Linked DNA regions of Mus musculus: regions 1, 2, 3, 4, 6 and 7 are each linked to region 5. A link is a contact called in public Hi-C, Micro-C and promoter capture Hi-C data. All regions are on one chromosome and are shown on one strand. The core of a region is the stretch at or near the end of the contact, and the rest is flanking DNA. Distances in the headings are between cores, read along the strand shown. Region 1 holds the start of Ablim2 (actin-binding LIM protein 2). Region 2 holds the start of Wfs1 (wolframin ER transmembrane glycoprotein). Region 3 overlaps Ablim2 (actin-binding LIM protein 2). Region 4 overlaps Ablim2 (actin-binding LIM protein 2). Region 5 holds the start of Sorcs2 (sortilin-related VPS10 domain containing receptor 2). Region 6 holds the start of Htra3 (HtrA serine peptidase 3). Region 7 overlaps Ablim2 (actin-binding LIM protein 2).

The links. Promoter capture Hi-C pulls out the DNA fragments that hold promoters and counts their contacts. A called contact is a pair of places that touch in the nucleus more often than the background predicts.
Region 1: a Hi-C map of nephron progenitors shows a contact between it and region 5, with 4 times the contacts expected there. The contact joins the promoter of Ablim2 here to the promoter of Sorcs2 in region 5. A contact is called at or near these places in 4 of 39 promoter capture datasets (the 3T3-L1 cell line, the SN4741 cell line, pre-B cells and 1 more), 2 of 484 Hi-C or Micro-C datasets (CD8 T cells and nephron progenitors) and 3 of 115 datasets of contacts at active chromatin or transcription factors (astrocytes, embryonic basal ganglia and pancreatic cancer cells).
Region 2: a promoter capture Hi-C map of liver shows a contact between it and region 5, with 2.3 times the contacts expected there. The contact joins the promoter of Wfs1 here to the promoter of Sorcs2 in region 5. A contact is called at or near these places in 2 of 39 promoter capture datasets (both in liver).
Region 3: a promoter capture Hi-C map of hippocampal neurons shows a contact between it and region 5, with 4 times the contacts expected there. The contact joins the enhancer-like site here to the promoter of Sorcs2 in region 5. A contact is called at or near these places in 8 of 39 promoter capture datasets (the HPC-7 cell line, cranial neural crest, embryonic stem cells and 4 more), 3 of 115 datasets of contacts at active chromatin or transcription factors (astrocytes, embryonic forebrain and embryonic midbrain) and 1 of 9 other capture datasets (liver).
Region 4: a Micro-C map of palatal mesenchyme shows a contact between it and region 5, with 2.5 times the contacts expected there. The contact joins the enhancer-like site here to the promoter of Sorcs2 in region 5. A contact is called at or near these places in 17 of 39 promoter capture datasets (the 3T3-L1 cell line, 3T3-L1-derived adipocytes, the C10 cell line and 9 more), 1 of 15 datasets of contacts at CTCF or cohesin (large pre-B cells), 13 of 484 Hi-C or Micro-C datasets (CD4 T cells, Th17 cells, cerebellum and 7 more), 6 of 115 datasets of contacts at active chromatin or transcription factors (embryonic limb bud, embryonic midbrain, fibro-adipogenic progenitors and 3 more) and 1 of 9 other capture datasets (liver).
Region 6: a contact with region 5 is called in a promoter capture Hi-C map of stem cell-derived epiblast-like cells, with 2.3 times the contacts expected there. The contact joins the promoter of Htra3 here to the promoter of Sorcs2 in region 5. A contact is called at or near these places in 3 of 39 promoter capture datasets (embryonic stem cells and stem cell-derived epiblast-like cells) and 1 of 484 Hi-C or Micro-C datasets (myocytes).
Region 7: a contact with region 5 is called in a Hi-C map of cortical neurons, with 3 times the contacts expected there. The contact joins the enhancer-like site here to the promoter of Sorcs2 in region 5. A contact is called at or near these places in 18 of 39 promoter capture datasets (the 3T3-L1 cell line, 3T3-L1-derived adipocytes, the C10 cell line and 10 more), 2 of 15 datasets of contacts at CTCF or cohesin (large pre-B cells and pro-B cells), 55 of 484 Hi-C or Micro-C datasets (the 63-12 cell line, the AML12 cell line, B cells and 31 more), 11 of 115 datasets of contacts at active chromatin or transcription factors (embryonic forebrain, embryonic limb bud, embryonic midbrain and 7 more) and 1 of 9 other capture datasets (adipose tissue).

The regions. Positions count from the first base shown.
Region 1 is chr5:35,756,444-35,759,353 of GRCm38.p6, forward strand. Ablim2 (actin-binding LIM protein 2) reads left to right here and starts at 1,437. Exons shown (of 22, transcript NM_001177696.1): 1 at 1,437-1,617. The coding sequence starts at 1,608.
Region 2 is chr5:36,987,250-36,990,262 of GRCm38.p6, forward strand. It overlaps Wfs1 (wolframin ER transmembrane glycoprotein), which reads right to left and starts at 1,733. Exons shown (of 8, transcript NM_011716.2): 1 at 1,617-1,733.
Region 3 is chr5:35,828,670-35,831,448 of GRCm38.p6, forward strand. All of the region lies in intron 8 of Ablim2 (actin-binding LIM protein 2), which reads left to right. Among named protein-coding and RNA genes, the nearest start is that of Afap1, 63 kb to the right of the region's middle. Within about 2 kb of position 1,527, at least 30 of the 459 cell types and tissues checked have an H3K27ac peak or open chromatin away from gene starts, as enhancers often do. A contact at or near this core is called in hippocampal neurons, where this site is marked.
Region 4 is chr5:35,856,612-35,859,669 of GRCm38.p6, forward strand. It overlaps Ablim2 (actin-binding LIM protein 2), which reads left to right. Exons shown (of 22, transcript NM_001177696.1): 16 at 517-569; 17 at 1,215-1,353. Among named protein-coding and RNA genes, the nearest start is that of Afap1, 35 kb to the right of the region's middle. Within about 2 kb of position 1,665, at least 7 of the 459 cell types and tissues checked have an H3K27ac peak or open chromatin away from gene starts, as enhancers often do. A contact at or near this core is called in Th17 cells, where this site is marked.
Region 5 is chr5:36,396,440-36,399,393 of GRCm38.p6, forward strand. It overlaps Sorcs2 (sortilin-related VPS10 domain containing receptor 2), which reads right to left and starts at 1,700. Exons shown (of 27, transcript NM_030889.2): 1 at 1,127-1,700. The coding sequence starts at 1,606.
Region 6 is chr5:35,678,376-35,681,303 of GRCm38.p6, forward strand. Htra3 (HtrA serine peptidase 3) reads right to left here and starts at 1,405. Exons shown (of 9, transcript NM_030127.3): 1 at 569-1,405. The coding sequence starts at 971.
Region 7 is chr5:35,877,861-35,881,000 of GRCm38.p6, forward strand. All of the region lies in intron 21 of Ablim2 (actin-binding LIM protein 2), which reads left to right. Among named protein-coding and RNA genes, the nearest start is that of Afap1, 14 kb to the right of the region's middle. Within about 2 kb of position 1,566, at least 30 of the 459 cell types and tissues checked have an H3K27ac peak or open chromatin away from gene starts, as enhancers often do. A contact at or near this core is called in 3T3-L1-derived adipocytes, adipose tissue, cortical neurons and 1 more, where this site is marked.

The DNA of each region.
Region 1 (2,910 bases), core at 187-2,686, 640 kb before region 5:
ATCTGTCCTGCCTTTCCCACCCTGTTTCTTCAGTAAGTATATCTCCAGTGCCCGTCGCAAGCCTGTGGGAGGCACTGGAACAGCACTATGAAATAATATCAGAATACTCAAGGATCTCAGAGGTTGCTAGGACACATAAGCATGAGCTTGCAGGCTCCTAAGAACTATCCTAAAGGATAGGGACTGTCCTTAGGTCTAACCAATGGAGGCAGGTGGAGTCAAAACACATTTTTGGAGCATGTAGAAACTAGTTTCCATTAGCAAGGTTTCTGGGCAAGAGATCCCAGAGGCAGCCCGTTCTTTTGTGGGCATCTGAGACTGGAAGTACAGCTGCCAGCAGAGTCTCTTGGTTTATAGGATGTAAAGAAATGTGCTGTTTCCTCGGGGCTTCTCCTCTTTACCAGAGCCTTTGGCCTCCTGGTCCCCTTTGAAATAGATGGACAATACTGATCACTGGGGAGGAATTTCTGCTTCTGCCTCAGTAGTACATGGAACAGCCCTGACCTGGGCCAAACGTCCCTGGCCTGTGCCTGTTCATGCAGTGGCAGATCCTGTATGTTCTCATTCTGGGCCCTGCGCATCCGTGCTCCCTCATCTCTCTAGGCTGTCTTCTTGTAGTCTCTTGTGCCCACCTGTTGTCACCACCGATACGAGGCAGGATCCACCTGCGCCTCCCTATGCTTTTCTTTCAGTCTGTTTTTCCACGCCCTGCGCTGGACGCCTGACGTCACAAGGGAATCGATTAGCGTATGGGCAGGATGGTGAGAGGGCAGGATGTGCCAGAGCCTCCTCAGTGTGCACCGCCTAGCGTCAGCCGAGCCGGGAGAGCGTCTGGGGCATAAGGCGAGGCTGCCTATCTTTGGAGTCCAGACACCTGCGTCTGGATCCCAACCCATTCAGACTTCGCCGTGTGTGTGTGTGTGTGTGTGTGTGTGTGTGTGTGTGTGTGTGTGTGTGTGTGATTAAATCCAGACTTCGCCGTGTGTGTGTGTGTGTGTGTGTGTGTGTGATTAAATCCTGTTCCTGCTTCGCTATCCCGCTTCTCCCCCTCCGCTTCAGTTTCCCCTTTTCTGTGCATTGGTAAGGAAGGGAAGGTCTATTGCTGAGACCTTCCATCACTCTTGTAGAGTTGCTCCAAGATCGCTTTTCCTTGGGCCTCCTTCTTTGAGAGTCCAGTGCTGAGATGAGCTACAGTCCTACACGCCTCCCTTAGACCCTGTTGACAGCTCTGCAGAGCTCTCGGAGCAGGTGCAGGAGGGTACCTGCGCTACCACCAGTCTGCGCCTGAGCGGAACACACAGCCTGCCGGGATTTGTAGTCCGCACGTCCAACTGCGGTGGCGCGCAGGCGGGCAGCCGGGGCACAGCGCCTACACTTCCCAGGATGCGACCCTCCCGCGGCTCGACAAGGGGCGTGGCCTAGCTGAGGGGCGGGGCAAAGGGGCGGGGCGGGAGCCCCGAGCTGCGGTGGCGCTGCGGGCAGCGGGTACTGTGTGCGCCGAGCCGCTGGCCTCAAGCGTGCTGAGGATCCTGCCAGCGCCGCACCTGCCCGCCCGGTCCTCGGGCTGTCGCAGCGCGGGGACCACCCTACTGGGAGCTGCCGCTGACATGAGCGCAGGTGAGAGCTGCGACCCGGAATCCGCGGGTTCGTAGCGGCAACCTCAGTAGGGTCTCGAGGACTGGATACACCTGCAGTGCGTAGCCAATTCCTCTAGCCAATTCCTGAGCCCAGCGGCTCCACCCAACTTTTTCTCCAGGGTGTGCAGCCCCGAAAGGCCGGCCTGCAGCCTCTGTCTCTAAGCCGGGGGCGCGGAGCGGCATATGCCGGAATTTCTTCCCACCGTGCCAGCTAGGGTGGCTGCGCAGGGCTGTCTGGCGGGCGTCACTCCTTGCTTCTCGTGGGGGTCCCAGGTTGCTTCAGTAAAGGGATCCAGGTCCCGGAAAGGGGCTCTGGGTCGCCGCAGTCCTAACCGTAGAGAGAGGTGTGATGACAGGCGGAGCTTTGCAGCAGGGGACTCCGCCCTTGCGCGGTTCCCGCAGAGCCTGGGTGGTGGCGTCTGGCAGACCCTGAACTCCCCAGGTTCGCCGTTGCAGATCTGAGTGCTAGAGCCTGTATGTGTGTCAGTCCCGGAGCTGTCTGTGCGCTGTTGTCATTATAGCCCTTCAGTTCTGAGCGTCTCAGCCCTACCTCTCTCGCCGCACCCACCCACAGGGATCTGACCGCCTCTGTGTGATGCTGGAAAATCCCACGTCCCTGCAACCCAGCAGCGCCTGTGCTCAGAAGGAAACTGAGATCTAGAGCTGGGAGGCCTTGGCTCAGGAAGCATCTGTACATCATCTCAGAATGCACCCATCTGACAGCCTCAAGAGTTCCGCTTGCAGGGAGGGCTGATCCTTTCATTCCTCAAGAGAGAGGGGTTGGCCTCCATTTTCAGGAGCCATGGGATGACCAGACTTCAATGACTTGAGCTCTGACAAGTGATAGGGATTTGAACTCAAGGTTCCCTGACTCCAGCATACTCCCCCTAACCCCCAAGCCAAAGTTACTACTAGCAGCAGTGTGGCCCTTGGCTACATTGCATAAACCAATGGGTACAGCAGCTTCCTCTAGGAGAAAGTGGACAGGGAGGGAATGAGCTTGGAAACAGCTCACTGTAGGCTCCTAGCCTGAAGTACCTCCTCCCAGGGGACTGTCCCCTCTCCCTCCTAGCTAAGGAAGGAGGGGCTTCTACCATGGATGTTGAGAGTAACTGAGAGCAAGTGGTATGGGAGGCGGGATCCCTCCTGAGATGTGGGTGTAAGGAGAGGGCATCCTCAGACTTGGCAGGACCTCCAGACATTTATCTGATGGCGGTGGGGATAATGGCTGGGTGTGTGCGGGTTAATTTCATGCTTTCAGGACATAATTGAT
Region 2 (3,013 bases), core at 483-2,982, 590 kb after region 5:
GGTGGCTGGAGCTACAGAAGACCAGAGAGGAGCATGGGAGCCATCCAGGCAGAATGAGAGGCCTACAACAGGGCAAGCGCTGGGGCAGACAGGACGCCAGAAAGATTGGAACTGGACTCAGTAAGAACTAAGAAGTGGGGACTCAGAAGTGGCTTGGCATGTGGCTGGGGGCTTTAACCTCCTTTCTAACGTAAGAAAGGTGGGAGAAAGGGTACCTTGGAGAGAACAGCGCTCCTATCCATTGCCACTGCATCACCACCAGGGACAAGGACACGTCTGGCATCTGTGTAGTGTTTCGGGGCCAAGATTGAACTAGGTCTCCTATGCGACCAACCCCAAACCTTCTGAAGGCATAAGGGAGGCTGGCACTGGGGTGTTCTACACGCTTGTACCTGGGAAAGAAGGCGAGGGGCATCTCTACCCAATCCTGCCTGTATCTGAGGAGGTCCAAGGAACATTCAGGAAGAAATTGGAACATAAACTCTCTCTAGATTCCTAGTTAGATGAAAAAGTACCTGCGAATGGCATCAGCACCAGAGAGACATAGGTCAACAGGTGAGGGAACTGGGGAGGTAGCCCCTGTGATCGCCATGGCCTTCAAGAGCCTAGGACATGGGTCCGAGTGAGGGTTGGATTCTAGAGAGGAAAGTCCCAGCCAACCACCTGGGGTCTTTGTCCAAGGTGACAGAGGAAGGGCTGCACCTGCTTGCCTGGGGGAGGGGGAGGGAATTGGAGGTGGGAGGAGGGGGTAGAGGTTCATTAGCTCTGTCCATTAGGTGTGTGGTCCTGTCCAGGCCCCAAATCTACTGAGCCTCTGTGTCCAATGGAAACTGTAAGTCCTACCCCTAGGACTAGGGGCCCGAGTACACGGTGGAGGGTGACAGTGTCAGGGAGATAGTTCCAAGAAACTAAAACGCTGTTTTATTGGACTCTCATATAAAGATAACTAACAAAATACGTTGAAAGGACGCAGCTCCATCACACCCAAAAGTGCAGGATCAGATTTTCCAGAAGGCTTCCAGTTCATCTGACCAGAACCTAAGTTCCTCTAGGTGCGGTGCATACCAGAGCTGGGGTCACACAATGGCCAGCAGGTACCTAATAGGGTGGGTAACTATGGGCGGGTCCCAAGGGTTCCTACCTCCTTTTCTGAGGACCAGGAAAGAGAAAGAAACAGACACACGGCTCCTGGGTGGGCTGAGCCCCCACGCGCCCCAGGAATCAGGTCCTTCATGGTCCTGGGTAGGGAGTCCAGGGATGTAGGTCTTGATGGGGCAGCTCTGGAGCGTGGGCAGCCTCTCCGACACGCTGTCCCCATCCGCAGCGCGGTCATGCAGGGAGATTTGCGGGAGTGCCGGGACTCCAGGGCTGAGTGAGAGGCGCACGGCTTGGGCACAACTGGCCCAGTTGGGGCAGTAGACGCCTCGGGCTCCGTGGAGCAGCGAGAGTCCTGGCCTCCAACTTCTAGCAACTTGGAGTGGACTTGGGGCTCTGCCACCCATCAGGGGAAACTGAGGCCGGGAGAGCAGCGCCACCCAGCGCTCCGAAACCCTCCCTGACACTGCGCGCCCAACGCCAAGGCCAAGGCCATGGCACAACGACCCTGAAGAACTTACCGGCCGCAGTGCTGGGCCTCCCAGCCCGCCGCGAAGTTGCTCCGAAACCGCGGAGATTGCAGCGGCCAGCTGAGCAGGCGGAGCGCGCGGCCCTACATTCAGCGCGGCCCCGGGAAAGGGGGCGGGGCCTGGGCGGGGCCTCTGCCACCCTCCATTCCTGCTGCGACCCAGGGAGACTCGGCTCGTTAAGTCGCCGGCAAGCCTGCCAATCACTATGTGCTGTCGCGAATCACGGAGCGCCTCGCCTTGCAGCGACTTGCTCTCTTGGGTCGCCAGGAGGACAGATGGCGGCGAGAGGGCGGGTCTGGCCGGCCCACAGCTTAAGTTTCCGAGTGGACTCGGCCCCGGCCCTGCCCCCTCGCCGCCCCGCCTCCAGGACATCTCTTTCCTGACCCAAGCTTGTAAGCCTGCTGCTTAACAGGTGGTTGGACCCAGGAACAAGTCTCGCGCCACCTTTGGCCCGCCTCTGCATCGTGAGGCCCCATCTTCAGACTTCAGACCGGCTATTACAATACTGACTAAGGTCGCGCACTTCGTGCCAGGCGCCCTAATTCCGACGCATTGAGATACACAGAGGACTCCCCAGTGTAGCAGCGAGTACAAAAAGTGTGTGTGCACGTGCTACCAAGTACTGCCTTAAATGATCAAAACCCAAACCCAAAAGCAGTTCAGCACTCTTTAAAGATTAGCCAGACGATAATGCCAGGCTCAGGCAGTTGGAAGCCCCTCCCCCCTCCTTTTTTTTTTTTTTTTTTTTTTTTTTTTTCCTCAGGAGTGTCTGAGAGGTGTGGTTTGGAGATCAAAACTACAGTCTTGTTTCCGTGCTCCTTCCTTTCCTGAACCGCACATCTCACTGCACCTGCCCCGGTGATCTGCACCAACAGGTCAGGCTGACAGAGACAGCATCACCATCTTATCAGGAGGAGGTTGCTCACTGAACCACTACAACCAAATACTTTGATTCTGCACCTGCTCAGGGTCTAATCTCAAGTACCCCAGCTAGGCTCACAGAGGAAGGAAGCTTATCCCAGCAGAGTGACTCTGTCCTGCCTCCATCTGGGGCCCTTTCAGAAGCAGAGATTTTCAGGTTCACCCCCTAAGTGTGGGGTGGCTGTTTCGGGGCGAGGTGGGGCAAGTTCAAGAAGCAGGAGCACCAGATGGCAGTGGCTTTTTCAGAACTATAGCCTTGCCTTACCAAAACAAGTTGCTAGAGCTGCTGGAGGGGTTACATTAAAAAAAAAAAAAAAAAAACTTCTCCCAATATGGAAAAGGAAACGTGGCCTCTGCCATAGCAATTCACATTTCCATGGTAACTAATTGTCTTAATGCATTTTCTGTTGCTATGACAGAATATCTGGGACTAGGTAATTTGCAAAGGAAAGAAGTTTATTTGGTTC
Region 3 (2,779 bases), core at 277-2,776, 570 kb before region 5:
ACACTGCTAATTAGGCAAGCTTCATGCCTGAGATTTCACTGGGGCTCTGGCAAAGGAGTTGTGTGACTCACTAAGCCCACCTGTCAACTGCTCCTCTGTGGCCTGAGGCTCTTGCCCTAGGACACAGGTTGATCTTCCTAACATGGCCACCCATACCTTGAGGTGATCCTGTGTGGCCAGCCCTGCCTGAACACAGCTGCTGCTGAGGTGAGATTAATGTGACCTCTTAGGAGCCGAGGACAAAGGTCAGCTTCTAGGAAGGGCCAGGTTCTGAACCCCTCAGATGCCCTGCTGTGGGCAGCAGGGTTATGACTGAGAGATGGGGTGACAATAGTCATTCTGGATGGGAAGGAGGCACAGCACCTGAAGGAGGGTTTGCTAGAGCCTGAAGAGAGATCAAACCCAGGCCCTGGGAGCAGAGCTCAAGAGATTCCCAAGGTGGTACCTTCTTTCTTGGGTGGTTATGGTACAGAGCAGAAGGGAAAAGGGATGCAGAGAAGTGGGAAGAGGAAAAAGAGAAACAGAAGGAGGAGGGAAAATGAGAGAGGGAGGAGGAGGAAGAGGAGGGAGAAAAGGAGGAGGAAAGAAGTCTGGCTGTAACAGAAGCAAGATAGGCAGGCAGCAGGGAGGAGCACAGAGACCAGCAGGGCGCCCTCAGGAATCCTCTTAGCAGCTCTGTGTTTGGCTGTGAGGAGCTTGTATACCACCCTACCTACCCATCCACCCCACCCCACCCCATACACCCATACACCCCCCACCCAACCCCACACATCCATTCATCCCCCACCCACACCCCCCATCCACCCTCCCACCCTACCCCACACATCCATCCATACCCCCACACATATACCCCCTCACCCCACCTCACACACATTCATGCCACACCCCTACTCTCACCTCACCCACCCATCCATCCCCCACCCCTCCCACCCACTCCCACCCCTCCCACCCATCTACCCCACCCCACCCCACACACCCATCCACCCCCTACCCCACCCCCCACCCCCATCCATCACCCACCCACCACCACCCCCAGCCCAGCCTCTGCCGCACTGTACTATCATCCTATTAGCCTTTACTGTGGCTTTCCAGGTAGGAAGCCAATGAGCAACACCACATTGCATGCTCTGTTTTTCCCCAGTGGCTGGTTCTCTCTGCACTGTGCATCTGTCACCCAGGGCATCCCTGCCCTCAGTCATGATGAGGGACGATGTGACCATAGAGTCTGAATCCATCTTGTCTGCATGGTCCCCTGTGCAGCCCAGCAGTTCAGAAGAAGGAGAGAGCCTGGCATCCCCAGAGGCCCCCAGACACACTCACACATGCATGTGCTCAGGGAAGCATCCTGACCTGTGACTGAACAGAGTCAGGAAAGAGCTGACACTCTGCCTGCCCTGCTTCCCCCAGGCACAGGGAGAGGATGGGTGGCCCATGCCCCACACCAGCTGCAGGAGACAACAGCCTGCCTCACTTTCTCTGGTCCCTGGCCAGATGGAAGGCCCTGAGGAGCGGGTGCTGCCAGGCCAGGGAAGAAGGCAGCCTTGTTTTCCTGGGCCTGTACAGGAGGGCTCTGCTTCCAGGGCTGTCTGGTCTGTACAGCTATTGAAATGAGTAGTTTAGAAATGAAGGTTGTCTCCTGCAACCAACGTTTGGCGCAGAGGCTGGGCAGCCTGAGACTGGCTGGTTTCTTGGTGTTGGGCCCAGGCTCTCCAGGGCTGGCAGCTTCTGGTCTGGCCTGGGAGTGGAGGGACAGATTCCTGCCCTCTGTTGCTCTGCATGGGAGCAGCTCCTGAATAAGCATAGTCAGGCAGGCCTGGTGGCTTAAGAGGACTCCTGTCCCCGTGGAACTGGGCACCTGGAGGTGACACCTGTGTTATTGACCCTTGAAACCTGTCAGTGCTTGGAGGCCACACCTCCTTTCTACCCAGTGATAAGAAATGGCTTGTCTGTCCTGGACTTAGTAGTCACCTTAACAAGTGTCTCTTGATGTAGGCCCTTGGACATCTGCAGGATACCCAGGGGACTCATTCTCCAGCAAGACCCTGGCTCTATCTATGGAGAGCCAGGCCAGCAGGAAGGAACATGGTCCTTCCTTGTCAGGAAAGCCACAATAATGTCATAGTTGTCTCTTCTCCACACAGGCAGGGAGTTATGAACAAGAACCACAGGACTCAGGTCCTGAGCATCTGGAGTATATACAGTGGACATTAGGTAGTCATGACTACCCAGCCCCACAGGTGTCATGGCATCCTTAGCACAGCACCCAGGGTCCACAGACATTATGGCATCTTTAGAACAACAGCCATTATATGTTTTCAGAGATTTTGTATCTGGAACCAAAGGGTGAATGAGTCCCTCCAAGTTCTAGGCCCCATTCTTATCTCTGTGGCTGGGAGCAAGGCAGTGCCACATGGCCCTGTGGAGTGAGCTGCTGAGGTTCACTGTAGGTCTTTGTGGGTAAGACTTCAGGTCAGGGGTGGCAGGGGCCGAGTCAGGATAGAACCCCGGTGACAGTCACCTCAGCTCTCACAGTGAATTCGGTTTTGTCCTCTGTCCTTCCCCACATAGCTGGGCACTGAGTACAGGAGAGCTCACATCACCTCAGGGTAGCTGGAGCCCATGGCACAAAGAGGGCTGAGTGTGGTCAGTCATCTCTGTCCACTCTGTGGGGCTGGCACGGCCAGTGAGACTTTGCTCTGAGTCTCACAGATCTGCAGGTTGGCAGGAACAACAGGCCCCTCTCTGGTTATTTTGCTACTTTACAATGAAGGGGGCATTT
Region 4 (3,058 bases), core at 415-2,914, 540 kb before region 5:
GTTCATGTCACTCTCAGCCCCCTCATCTCACTTCATGACGGTCTCAAAAGTGAGACCCCTCCCTGAGCCTCAGTCTCTCCATCTGTGAAATGAAGCAGATCCCAGTTTTGCAGAGTTCTTGATGGGAAAGAAGCAGTGATGCCCAAAAGCATGTGTCTGTGTCTGACACCAAGGCCGTCGAGGCGAGACCTTCTGTCCTTTCAGGGTCTCCCTCTAAAGGTCAATAGTATGTCCATCAAATGCCAAGTGGCTCCACCTGAGGATGTGGCTGCATTTCTCCAGGTTGGAGGTGTGGCTAGAACTAGAGTAAGGCCATATGTGGCTCAGGACACGCCCACCTCCTGGGCCACAGGCCCCCAAGGAGGCTGCTCCAGTGTGTCATTCCTCCAGCCTGTGAAAGGCATTCATTGCGTTGTCCTTTTGGTTGCTTTTCCTCCCCCTTTTGAGCATTATGTAAAGTAGGGCCCAGGACAGACACAGGGTGAGCTGCCTTTACAGACCGACTTTCCCTTCCAGCTGCCAGGCGATTGGACGTGGAGGACAGCAGCTTTGACCAGGACAGCAGGAAGGTAAGGAGGGGGACCACAGCCCTGCGGGGTGGGATGGCCACTCCAGTGGAACTCCAGTCCTTTTCTCACTCTGCCCCTGGAGTCCCAGGAGGACCAAGGTGGGAGCCATACTCGTCTGCCTCCCTTTATACTCTGTATGGGCACATGCTCTGCCAGGGTCCTGCCTCGGCCGAGTAGCCAGGCTGTGGTTCTGGGACTGAGGAGATACGAACATTGACAAAGAAATAACCCCAGTGCATTCTGGGGTATTTGACATGAAGGTTCTAGAACAGCTTGGCAGGTGGTTTTTTGTTTGTTTGTTTCTGTTTTGTTTTGTTTTTTAAATGAATGGCGGAAAAGTCAAATGTAATAGACATTACTGGCATACCTCTTTGATGTGGCCAGTTGTAAAAGTGCCCCGAGAGGATGTGGGGGCCAGACATCACAACAGCAGGCTGCAGGCAGCATTCGGCCATCTCTCCAGCTGCATCATGAACTTTCAGAATGAGACGCCTTTAATGGTGAGACGGGTACTAGACGTTTGGCTTCCCGCAGTGGAGTTGGCTTGTGGGTTAGGCGTACGGAGCTCCTTGAATGAACGTTCTGGTGAAACGTTTCACCATCGCAGATGACCTCAGTGTTCCTGTGACCTTTTTTCCTCTACAGAAGACAACCTGGCTGCTTCTCAAGGGGGATGCAGACACCAGAACTAACTCTCCAGACCTGGACAGTCAGTCGCTGTCCCTCAGCAGCGGGACTGACCAGGAACCTCTCCAAAGAATGGCAGGGGACAGCCTCTACTCACGTGAGTGGCTCTTCTGAAGCCCACAGGAGACTGCCAGCGAAGGGCCCCCTACTGAGCGGGCCCCCAGATCTCAGCTTTATTGCTCCCCCCCAATTAAGCCTAAGAGCTAGCAACAGCATGTAACCCTAACATTTGGATGGCAGAAAGATTGCTGTGAGTTTGAGGCCAGCCTGAGCTACATAGTGAGACTCTGTCTTAAAAATAAAATTAAAACAAAACCAAGACCTCCCAAACAGCCTAAGAATGTGAATCAAGCCAGGTAAAGCAGTGTCTCTCCACAGTGACATAGCTAGCTAGTGTGTGCACAGCGCCCCCTCGTGGTTCTCTTGGAGCAGGCAAGAAAGCAAAGAGAACAGCTCCCAGGGCCTCTTTTCTCTGGGGGCAGATGTGGTCATGGTCAGGAGGCGAGCACAGACCTGGAAACTGGTACAAGGCACTGTCCTGGTCCCTGTAACACACCGAGAAAGCACTTGGAGTTTCCTAGGTAATACGACCCGATGTCACGGGTAGCAAAGCTGGTGTATGCTTAGCCTTGCGGGTGTTGTGAAGCCTGGCTTAGGGATGATTCCCAAGGATAGAGTACATTCCCATCCTGTTGTTCACTGAAGATGCTGTAGGTCCCAGGCAGAGCCAGCACAGGCTGCAGGCAGGCTCAGTCTCACACAGAAGCAGCCTCTGGTCTAAGCTGGGCCTAGCAGTTGTTGTCCATAGCTGTGGCTGAGGTTGGACGTAGAGGTGACGGGAATCTGTGGTGTGAGAAAGCAGAGGGAACCCCGCTGGCATCACGGTGGTACCGACTCTGCGTGAAATCTGCCTGCCCTGCTAACTGGCTTATGATAGAAGCCAGAGCAGCAATGCTGACTCTCGGGTCACTAGGCACCAGGCATACAAGAGTGTTTTGCCTGGCCAACAGCATGACCGTTCTTAAGACCCTCACTTCTGAGGCACTATTTAACCACTACACAGGGGAGGGACGAGTGGAGGTGCAGGCAGCCGGACATTGTGACCAACTGGAAACTGGAATGTTGTTCTGTGGGGAGTCTTTGTAAGCAGATGATGTCCCTTGGGATCTCAGAGCATGCACACAAGGCTGATGTCAACGTGAGAAGGCACACCAAGTGGTCCCACAGGTCTGGGTCTCCTCAGGGTTCTTTTGGGGGAAGAGCTAGCTGAAGGCATGGTGAGAGGAAGTGGAAAGTCCCCTGTGCATGTCTACATCTGCTGGGTGGCTACGATATCATCCCTCGGGACTCCATCCCAAGGATCCTTGCCCTAGGTGGTTGTCTCATGCCGAGGGTGCACATGTGCTTTGTGGGACTCCGGTTTGGACAATGGAGGCTCCTCCACAGAGCAGAACGTAGGGGTTGCCTATTACCCTCGTTGCCCTGTGTAGTGTTCTGGCCTCCAGGCTGAGACTCTGGACTGCCTGAGACTCAGGACTGAGGGAAGCAGAATACAGTGTGGGAAGAAGCAGGGCTGTAGATGTCACCTCTCGGGGTCCTGCTTTGGCTGTGGCCATGCTGTGTGACCTGTGTGTGTACCTATACCACCCTGTGGCACTTTCTCATCTACAGGTGCCAGTACGGGGGTGTTCGTCCCAGGACCTTTTGAGTGCGCTGGTCTCTGTGAGGCAGGCTATTATCAGGTGTCTTCACTGGTCATCCCCACAGTGACAAGGGCTTGTCTGTCATCCCTTTCCTCTGTT
Region 5 (2,954 bases), core at 450-2,949:
GAGGAGAGGAGACGGGGAGGGGGGGGGGTGTTTTAAAAGTGTCTGCAGCTTCATTATGTCCACCTGATAACCCAAAGAGAAGACCCGCTCACTCCACTTCCCAGTGCATGCAGGGACTCTGGCCCTATGCAGTCTCCTAAAAAACTTGGAAGACAAGGAAAAGAGGTGGAGTCACCTCCTGAGGGGTGGGGTGGGGGAGGAGTGGAGAGTCTGTGTGGACTGTGGTACAGGCAGTGAGGAGGGATTCCTGGCTCTCTCTCTTCATGAAAACACACTTCCCTGGAGAGCAAAGGCTTGCAAACCTGGAGTGCACACACCTGAGATTCCCCAGAGGGGACAGAGTGACTCTGACCTTTAACAAGGAAAAACAAACCCCTTGAGGTGCACTACCAAAAAAAGGAACGGGGAGTGGCTGGATCCTAAATCTGGAAGAGCAGGAGCGGGATGGACGCTGGAGCTCTCCGGGCAGAGGGAGAGGCATGGGAGAAAGGGAGGGAGGGAGTTGGCGCACTGCTCTAAAGACCACAGAACGTTAAATACTATTAAACACCCCATGGTCCACTCGGACCAAAGACAGCTGTGGGGCACACTAGGAGGAGCAATCCTAGAATTAAGAACCTTCGAACAGGACATGGAACTGTCAGGGATATCATGGACCCTGAGGTCAGCATAAATGAAGTAGTAAGGACGCCAGAGGTGGCAATTCCAGAGGTGTTCTCTGGAGCTGCTGAGTGCAGTGCAGTGTGTGGGCGACCCACCCACTGTCCACGCGGCGCAGAGCTGGGTAGCCCTCAAGGACCTGGAGTTGTCCCATGCTGCCCAGATCCTGACGACTCTAGGGACCTTCCCTGTAGCCCAGATCTAGAGGCTAGGGGTGTTTCTGGTCTCCAGATCTTCGGAAAAACCTTCTGAGCGAGACAGAATCTCACAAATTCGAGGACCCTTCCAAAAGTAACCCATAACCAGAAGCCAGTAGGGGCGCCGCCGAGGTGACCCGCGTCCCCCAAGTAGCCAAGAATGCCCAGCAGAGTGACCGCGGGTGGTCCGGAAGTAGGGGGCTGTGGTGGTCTCCCTGGGTATCCCGAGGTGTCCGGGCAGGGCCGGGGTGAGTGCGGAGGTCACTTACGCTGCTGTTCTCTCCTGTCCAGTGTACCATCGCCTGGTTGTGCGTCGCGTCTCCCTTGAGCACGAACGACGTGCTGATGAGCGAGACCTGTGCGCGCGAAGCCGAAGCCGCACCGGCCACCGGCACCGCCCGAGCCCTGCGCCCCTTGCCCGGAGCTGGGGCGCCATCGGTGCTGGGACCCGAAGCAGAACCCGGACCGAGACCCGGGACGCTGGGTTCTGATTCTCGTGCCTGTGGATCTTTGCGATCGCCGGACTCCGTGCGTCCCGCGGGCAGCAGCCTAGTGATCTGCACACCGGGACCCTGGCGCCCGGGCTGGGGGGAGCGCCCCATCGCTCCGCAGGCAGCCACCAGCACCAGCAGCAGCAGCAGCAGCGGCCACGAACGTGGCCAGCACGGCGGCAGCAGAGCCTGAAAGCTCCGGTCCGGCGCAGTAGGGCCAGGACGCTTCGGGGCGCTCGGGGGTCCCCGGTGCGCCATGGTCGCTGGTAGGTAACGGCGGGGCGGTGCGGACGACACCGCGGCCGGGAGAGCGGGAGGGCGCTGGGAGCTTGAGCAAGAGCGCAGAGAAAGGAGCCGGGAGGGAGGGAGCGCGGGAGGAGGGGACTCAACGCCGCCACGCAGCCAAGGGAGCACCGCCACCTGCCGGCCGCGCGCAAGCCACCGCAGCTCTGGGCTGGGCCAGGCCGGGCCAGGATGTCCTGAGTGCAGTCACACCTCCAAGACCCCTTCCTTCTTTCCTTCCTTCCTTCCTTCCTTCCTTCCTTCCTTCCTTCCTTCCTTCCTTCCTTCCTTCCTTCCTTCCTTCCTTCCTTCCCAGTGACTCCTAACTTTATCCTCGCTCCTCTTCTCCCACCCACTTTTCATCCTCCCTGACTTTCTCGAGGCGTCTACACTTGACCAGCCGGAGTTCCAGGCACTTGGGGCACAACAGGGTGCAACAAAGGGAAACAGGCCACACCCAAGTAGCCCGCTTAGAGGCCAAACAACTCCAGAGTAGCCGTTCTGCGGAGGTGGGGAGGGCGCCTCCTCCGGGCGCTGCTGGAGAGAGTCAAGGGGACGCCTGCGAATCATGAAAACCTGAAAGATGTTCCAGGCAGCTGAGGATAGTGCAGGAACCTTGGGGTGTCGCCCAAAACCAATTTAGTCCCTCAGACTCTGGCTTTATCTCCCACCTCCAGGGGGAGCCCCTGAACATATTACACCTGAGTAGCGGTAGCAAGGAGAGAAGAACAGAGAGGCAAGGTCCCAGCCAGAAGGTGTAGGCCAGCACAGAACATGAGGAAACTAGCCCCAGAGCTCACCAAGTCTTTAATTCAATGTCAATAAAAGCAGCCATTATTACCAGCCCCTCTGCCATCCAGAACACAAAGCAGGTGCCTGCCCAAATAAGGCCAAGAGTGCAGTTGAGCTTTGTCCCCTCGGCATCCTCTCAGGAGCAGGGTCTAGGAGACAGGGAGACTTGGAGACCAACACTGAAAGGCCCCGCTGCCTGCTGGGTCTCTTCACTCCAGGGAACAGAGTAGAGCAAAGAACAAAGTATCCAGCAACAACAGCTGAACTTGCTCCCAAGGTTGAACTCCAGTGCCCCCTCCAGGAATTTCTGTTCAGCACAAGTCATTTTGCCAGGGCTCCGCTGTGCCAAGCACTGAGCAGGACTAGAGCGCCTGCCCCTGCCCCGTGTCCAAGAAGGCCTCCTCCTGTGGAATGTGCCCAGGCTGCACCCTGATGTAAACTTCCAACCCAAAAAATTCAGGAGCTGAAGTCCAAAGCCAGGCAAGGGCGCACAGCTGTGGCGACATTTGGTCTAGCAAAGAAAGGGCAGCGA
Region 6 (2,928 bases), core at 155-2,654, 720 kb before region 5:
TTTTCTTACAAATGGCTCAATCTGTAAAGAACAATTCCATTCTTACTGGTTTCTGCCCAGAACCTGATGTTAATAGTATCTGTCACATGGGAGAGCAGAGAAGAGTACACCAAACACAACCATGAAGGGAGCAGAGTAATGCAGGTGCCTGGCCACCCTGAAAACCCTCTGCCTCTCAGACAGCCAGGCCCAAGACAGGCACACAGAACCAGCACCCAGCACAGCCTGACAGAAGAAAACAGAGCAGGAATTGAAGACAGAGACCAGGAAAAGATTGCTTGACGCTCGTTCCCTTGTAAGTCACTGGAGGACTCTAAGAAACAGGAGTGTGGCTGGGTCAGAGCCTCACAGCCCACCAGACGCTACCAGGCTGCCACACTAGAGTTTAAGTCTAACTTTTTGTGACTTTGGGGACAGCATTTATCTCTTGGGGACCTCAGTTTCCCCATCTAGAAAGCCAGAGGGTTGTGTGAACTATTCTTAAAAGGCTGCCTAGTGGAAGTGGACAGATTCCCCTGGACCTCAGTTTCCTCAGAGTAAGGCTTTTTTGATTCCTGGTGGAGCTTACCAGAGGGACAGGCACCCTTCTGCAGCTGGCGCACTGGAGTCCCGGAGACCTGCAACGCACGACGGCTGGCGGCCTGCAGCGCGCACACGTCGGCATAAGTATGCCCGTCTGTGCCACACACAGTGTGGGTCCAACGGCAGCGGCACACGCCGCGCACGCACTCCAGACTGTCCCCGCACGGAGAGTCCAGGGGGCGGCCGCAGGGCTCGCCCTCGCTGGCAGCGCACACCAGGCAGCAGTTGCAGAGGTCAGGCACATAGCCCCCAGGGCAGCGAGGGCTCGGACAGCGCGACACGTCGCAGCGCGCAGGACACGGAGCCGCTGGGGGCTCCCGGGCCAGAGCCAACACAGCCAGCGTGGCCAGAATGGCCAGCGTGGCGGGGAGCAGCGCGCGCGCCTGCATCGCGGAGAGGCGGCGGCGCAAGACCCGCGGGGATACCGAGGCCCGAACCGCTCAGGCGCACTCTGGCCCGGAGCGCAAACAGGGCATGGTGTGGGGACTGACCCGGGCCTCTCTCAGCCGAGCTTCAGCAGGCGCTTAAAGGCCAAGACAGTCTGCCCTCGCTGGAAGGGGCGGCCCTGCCCGCCGCCAGCCCCGCCCCTGCCCCACGGGACCCCGCCCCGGCTGGTGGGGACCCACCCGGAGCCTCCTGCTCCCCGCTTGCCTGGTGTGCACTTTGGGTGACAGGTCTGCCGGCCCAGAATGAGGGTCTGGGAAAGGGGAGCTGCTTCGGAATACTCCAGTCCTAGCCAGGGACCTGACCGCAACCCCAGAGACATGAACAAGTCCAAATTCTGTCCCTAGCTCTCCTTCACAGAGGAACCCCTACTCTACTTGAGCAGCCAAGCTCAGCAAGGCCCCAAACCTAGACCCCTCCTGCTCTGCATCACTCCACCGGGCAACATTGGAGCGGATACTTAGAAAGCAGCCAGGTGCTCCCTTCCTCCCATCTTCAGCTGGAGGGGGGCCATCTGCCTTGGATCTATTCTGGGCTCTCTCAGATCTAGAACTCTGGTTGCTGCCTGTTGTCCTTCTGTTTCTTCTACAAGGATTACTGAGCACCTCCTACCTCAGAGTCGTTGGAAGTGCCAGGACACCAGGCAGTACCAGGACACCAGGCAGTGCAGGAACAGAAAGCACCTGCTCAACTTTCCCCAACACTTTGGTGCCTCCTCATGCAATCACCAAGCTACTTCAGACCCAGGACAGGTAGCAGGGTACAGGAGGTCAAGTTGCTAGTGGCTGGAGCTTCAGGAGTCAGAGGACCCAACAGAGCCTCCCTGGGAGGTGGCCCTAGACTGAATGAATCCGTTGTTCCAGGGGCTGGAGAACCTGGTGTGCAACTCTGGAGGGAAAGAAAGCATAGTAGAGTAGCTTGGCAGGAAGCTGTTACCTTCTGCAGTTTCTCAACAGCACTGGAAACAGGTAGCACACTGGAGGGTGTGTGGTGTGGTGTGGTATGGTGACACCTCTGCTTCCATGAGTTGATAAAGCCACACATACCTTGGATGGATGTTGGTGGAGGGCAGAGGAGGAAGGCCTGGGGAGCAGTCTGGTTCCAGGTCTGGGAAAAGCCCAGTAGCCAGGAAGCAGAGTGGCCTCATCAGACTGAGTTGTTTGGGAAAAAAGGAAGTGGGGTTCCAGGTGTGAGCACTCACCTAGTAGAGGTGGTAGTGTATGTGTGTGTGGTGTATTGGGGGGGGGGTAGTGATGTTGTGGTGTTGTGTGTGAGGAGGGGGAAAGCATTACTTTCTCTTAACAGAAGTGCAGGCCAGGTCTCCCTCCGGACTTCTCCAATGCAGATGGGGAAATGATGCAAACAAGGTTTTGCTCTACCGTGTATGTCATGGCAAGCTGTTCCACATGTTTGAGTAGGTTCCCTGTGCCCTCCTACCCCTGGGGTGAGTGTGGGGGCCTCAGAGTGAGGCTGGAAAATGACAGTGAGTTACAGGTTTCACTCACATTCGCTTTGTCCGAGGTCTCGAGTCCAACTTTTTCCCTCTGGGTCACATCATCCTCCCTGGTCACCTGACCTGACCCTTACTATGGCTGCATAAATGCTTTCAGTCACCTGTACAGAAGGGAAGCCGAGGCTTGGAATTAAAGGATAGACACAGCTGTAGCCTCGCTTCTAAGAGGGAGTCCATTCCAGGCTCTGTCTTTGTTCTGGAAGCTTCCAGGGAGTCTTGTGCAAAGGCAGGGCAGTGGCTCCCCCTGCTGCCTTAGCCCTTTACAGTTTCTCACTCAGTCACAGGGACACCTTGGGCCTCTCTCTGGAGTCTGAGTGACCCCAGGCCTTTGATCTGCAAGGGCCTGGCATCTCCTATGTAGTCCACCAGGGTAGGGGCAGCTCTTCCTA
Region 7 (3,140 bases), core at 316-2,815, 520 kb before region 5:
TCACTTACCCCAAGGCAAGCTGGGAAGTGAAGTTAGTCATGGGCAGGAAGAGACTGTGGATATGGTGGACAGCGGATAGTGTCCTCTGTAGCAGGGTTTACATGACTGCTATCATCATCAACACTCAGCGTCAGAGTTCTCAGCCAAGCGTCCAGCCATTTATAGATACAGGTACTGACTAGGACCTCAAGGAGCTCTTTGGGGGTTGGGGAAGCACAGATACAAGCTCTGCCCTGGTAGAATCAGTCTGATCAGAGAGCGAGGCATCCATCAACTGATTATCATAACCACCTGCCAGCATGAGTGTTCTGAAGGACAGGAAATAAGTGGCTGGATGGCAATGGCACAGGAAGCACTCTGTGTGCGCCTGAGTCTATGAGAGTTTGTTAGAAAACCACCTCTGCAAAGGCCAGGGAGCAGAAGGGAACTCGGGCTATTTGAGGAAGGAGACCCAGAAGGAACCTGTGAGATTGGACCCAAGCTGGTAGAGGGAAGGAGTGTCCAGGCCTCACAGAGCCCTGGGTGGTGCTAAGCAGCATTTAGTCCAGTGACAGTGACACCTAAACTAGGTTTGCAGTTTAACACATGTCCTGTGGCACAGCCTAGCAGCAGTTAAAGGTGCCACACAGGGCCCAGTTTGGCTTCGTGTGTGACATGTGTCCTGTTGTGAAGATCCTCTTTGACTGCACAGCGGTTGGATACATCACACATCTCCATACATGGAGCAAAGACCAGGTCTCTATCCTCTGAAGTAGGGTTCTTTGTCCTGGAAGAGCTAAATTTCTGTCCTTGGCCAAAATACACCAAGTGACTCCTTCCCAGAGAAACCCAGGCCCCTGTGTGTTCTGAGTGCTTGAATTTGGAGGGCCTGCTGGGCCCAGAGTCCCCAGATCAAAGGATGGGAACTCTGTTGCCCCTGGTGAAATGGCATGCCCTAATCTGAGCTATTATTCCCTGCATACCCTGATTGGTACCCATTGAAGTTAGCATTGACTTATTTCCAAGATTGTCTTCTGACAGCCCTGATGGTGTCATGGAAGGGGTTGAGCACTGGTGTAGCAAGAGCTGATGTGAATCCAGTCTCTGCAATGTCTACCTGTGTGTTACTGGCTATGGACAAGCAACCATTCTGGGCCTGATCTCTCACCTGTCAGGTGACAAGGGCTGCCTGCACCGGTCCCCTGGACAGGTGCATGGATTTAAATAGAGGCTCAGAAATACTTAATTGAGCGCCTACTGTGTTAAGCAGCAGGTGGACATCTGTATGCATCCCATCCACCAACCTGAGTGATAGCCCTTCGGATACTGAGGTTGCCATGGAGAGGGGCCACGGATGTGGTCCAAAATGATGATTGTTAGAAACAGGGAGGGTCAGTGTTACCATTTACAAAGATGCAAGGCAGTGACGTCAACGGTGGGAGAAAAGTGCTTGCGTAGTGCCCTGGGTGGCAACACGGACCTAGACAGCCTGAGCAGGGCTGAGAGGCGCACAGTGCTGCAGTTCCCTCCTGTGTGCCCAGCTCTATTTTGAGCATGTGGTGCATTTAACACTTCTTTCACAACTCCATGAGGCATCCAGATGGCTTCCAGGGCCCGCGGTTCCCAAGAGGCAGATATGGGATTCAGTACTCAAAGCCGCTCTGCTAACTTGCCTTCTAAATCAACTACAATATGGAGATGAATTGCCAAAGGAACATGTCTTTTAAATTGCTTTTCTCATATATTGTCTCACAAGCTACGAAGACTGACACGCAGATCTTAGAAACACGCATTCATGTTTCTAACCCTAGGATTGATATTTCTGAAATGAGGTGACTCAAGAGGCTAAGCTCTGAGGCAGACCTTTGGTTCTTACTGCCTTCAACCCCTGGACTGAAGCCCAAGCAAATTTTTTAGGGTAATTATTTTCTCATAGACAGTTATTGATGATAACCATGCCCACAAAACACCTTTGTGGCAGCATATAGCCAGTGTTTGGCCAAGGCCCCAGCCCTGGGGCTTGGAAGAATTAGTATTTATGAATATGCAGATATCACAAAAGGTGGGTGAGGTGCTGGAGAGGCTCTTGTCTACAGGAGGTTAGGTGTGGCCATGTTGGTGTGTCATTCAAAAGTGATAGCTCCTGGGTTGGGGGTCTGAGCTCTCCCTAGGGGCCATGGGGCCCTGCGGACTGGAAAGAGGCTGCTGCAGAGGGCCTGTAGCTTCTGTGAGATCCGCACACTCCCTGAGGCTAATTGTATGTACGTGTGTTTGCTGGAACAGTAAGCCCAAGGGGACTGCAGCTAGGAAGCAAGGATCTCAAAGTTCAAGTGTCCTCTCTCTGCTCAAACTTGTCCAGCCAGTGTGAGGAGGACAGAGAACCCTGGCCCCTGATGACCACAGGGGACCATGAGAGAAGTTCAGAGCTCCCCCACCCCATTCACAGGCTGTTCCTGATCCAAGTGGAGAAGTATTTGAGTGCTGTGGGGCAGGAGGACCAATAGAACTGGGGAGGGGTCTCGTGTCTGCCGGCTGGCGGGAAGCTCACTGGGGAGCTGCAGTGGGCAGAGGCTGGTGGCTGAAGGGGTCACCCACGTGGTCCCTGAGGAAGGAAGGGAGATCAGCATGAGCAGAGACCTGCTGCCCTTTGGAGTGTAGAGTCATCCCGTTCGACTGGAACTCAGTGCAGAGGACTCGGGGTAGCCTTAGGGCCCTCTTTGGTACCACAGCCCTTATCTTGTGACATTTGAGTCAGGGCCTATAGACTTAGATGTTCCTGATGACACAGAGAGAAGGGCACTGAAGTTTCTAGGATTTCCACCATGCAACCCTGTCTCTCAGGAGTGGAGCTGGCTTGTTCTTCAGAAAGGCACCATGTCGGGCTTGCTTCCTATAGCTATGGAAGAAGCTTGGAGCTCTTGGCCTTGGCTAGTACCTGAGGAGCCAGAGGGCAGGGAGCAGCTGAGCTCACACAGCTATGTGGGCCCCTGTGGTCAGCCACACCCCATAGTTCTTCCTGCTTCGGAGGACACCTGAGGATCTAGAGGCCCTTCCTACCAGGGGACATTAATAGATCCTCTGCCAACCAGTGGCTCCTCTGACCCTTGCTCACTCTGGCACTCAACAGAAGTTGGACAGCCAAGACCTGTCCCCCCTCTACG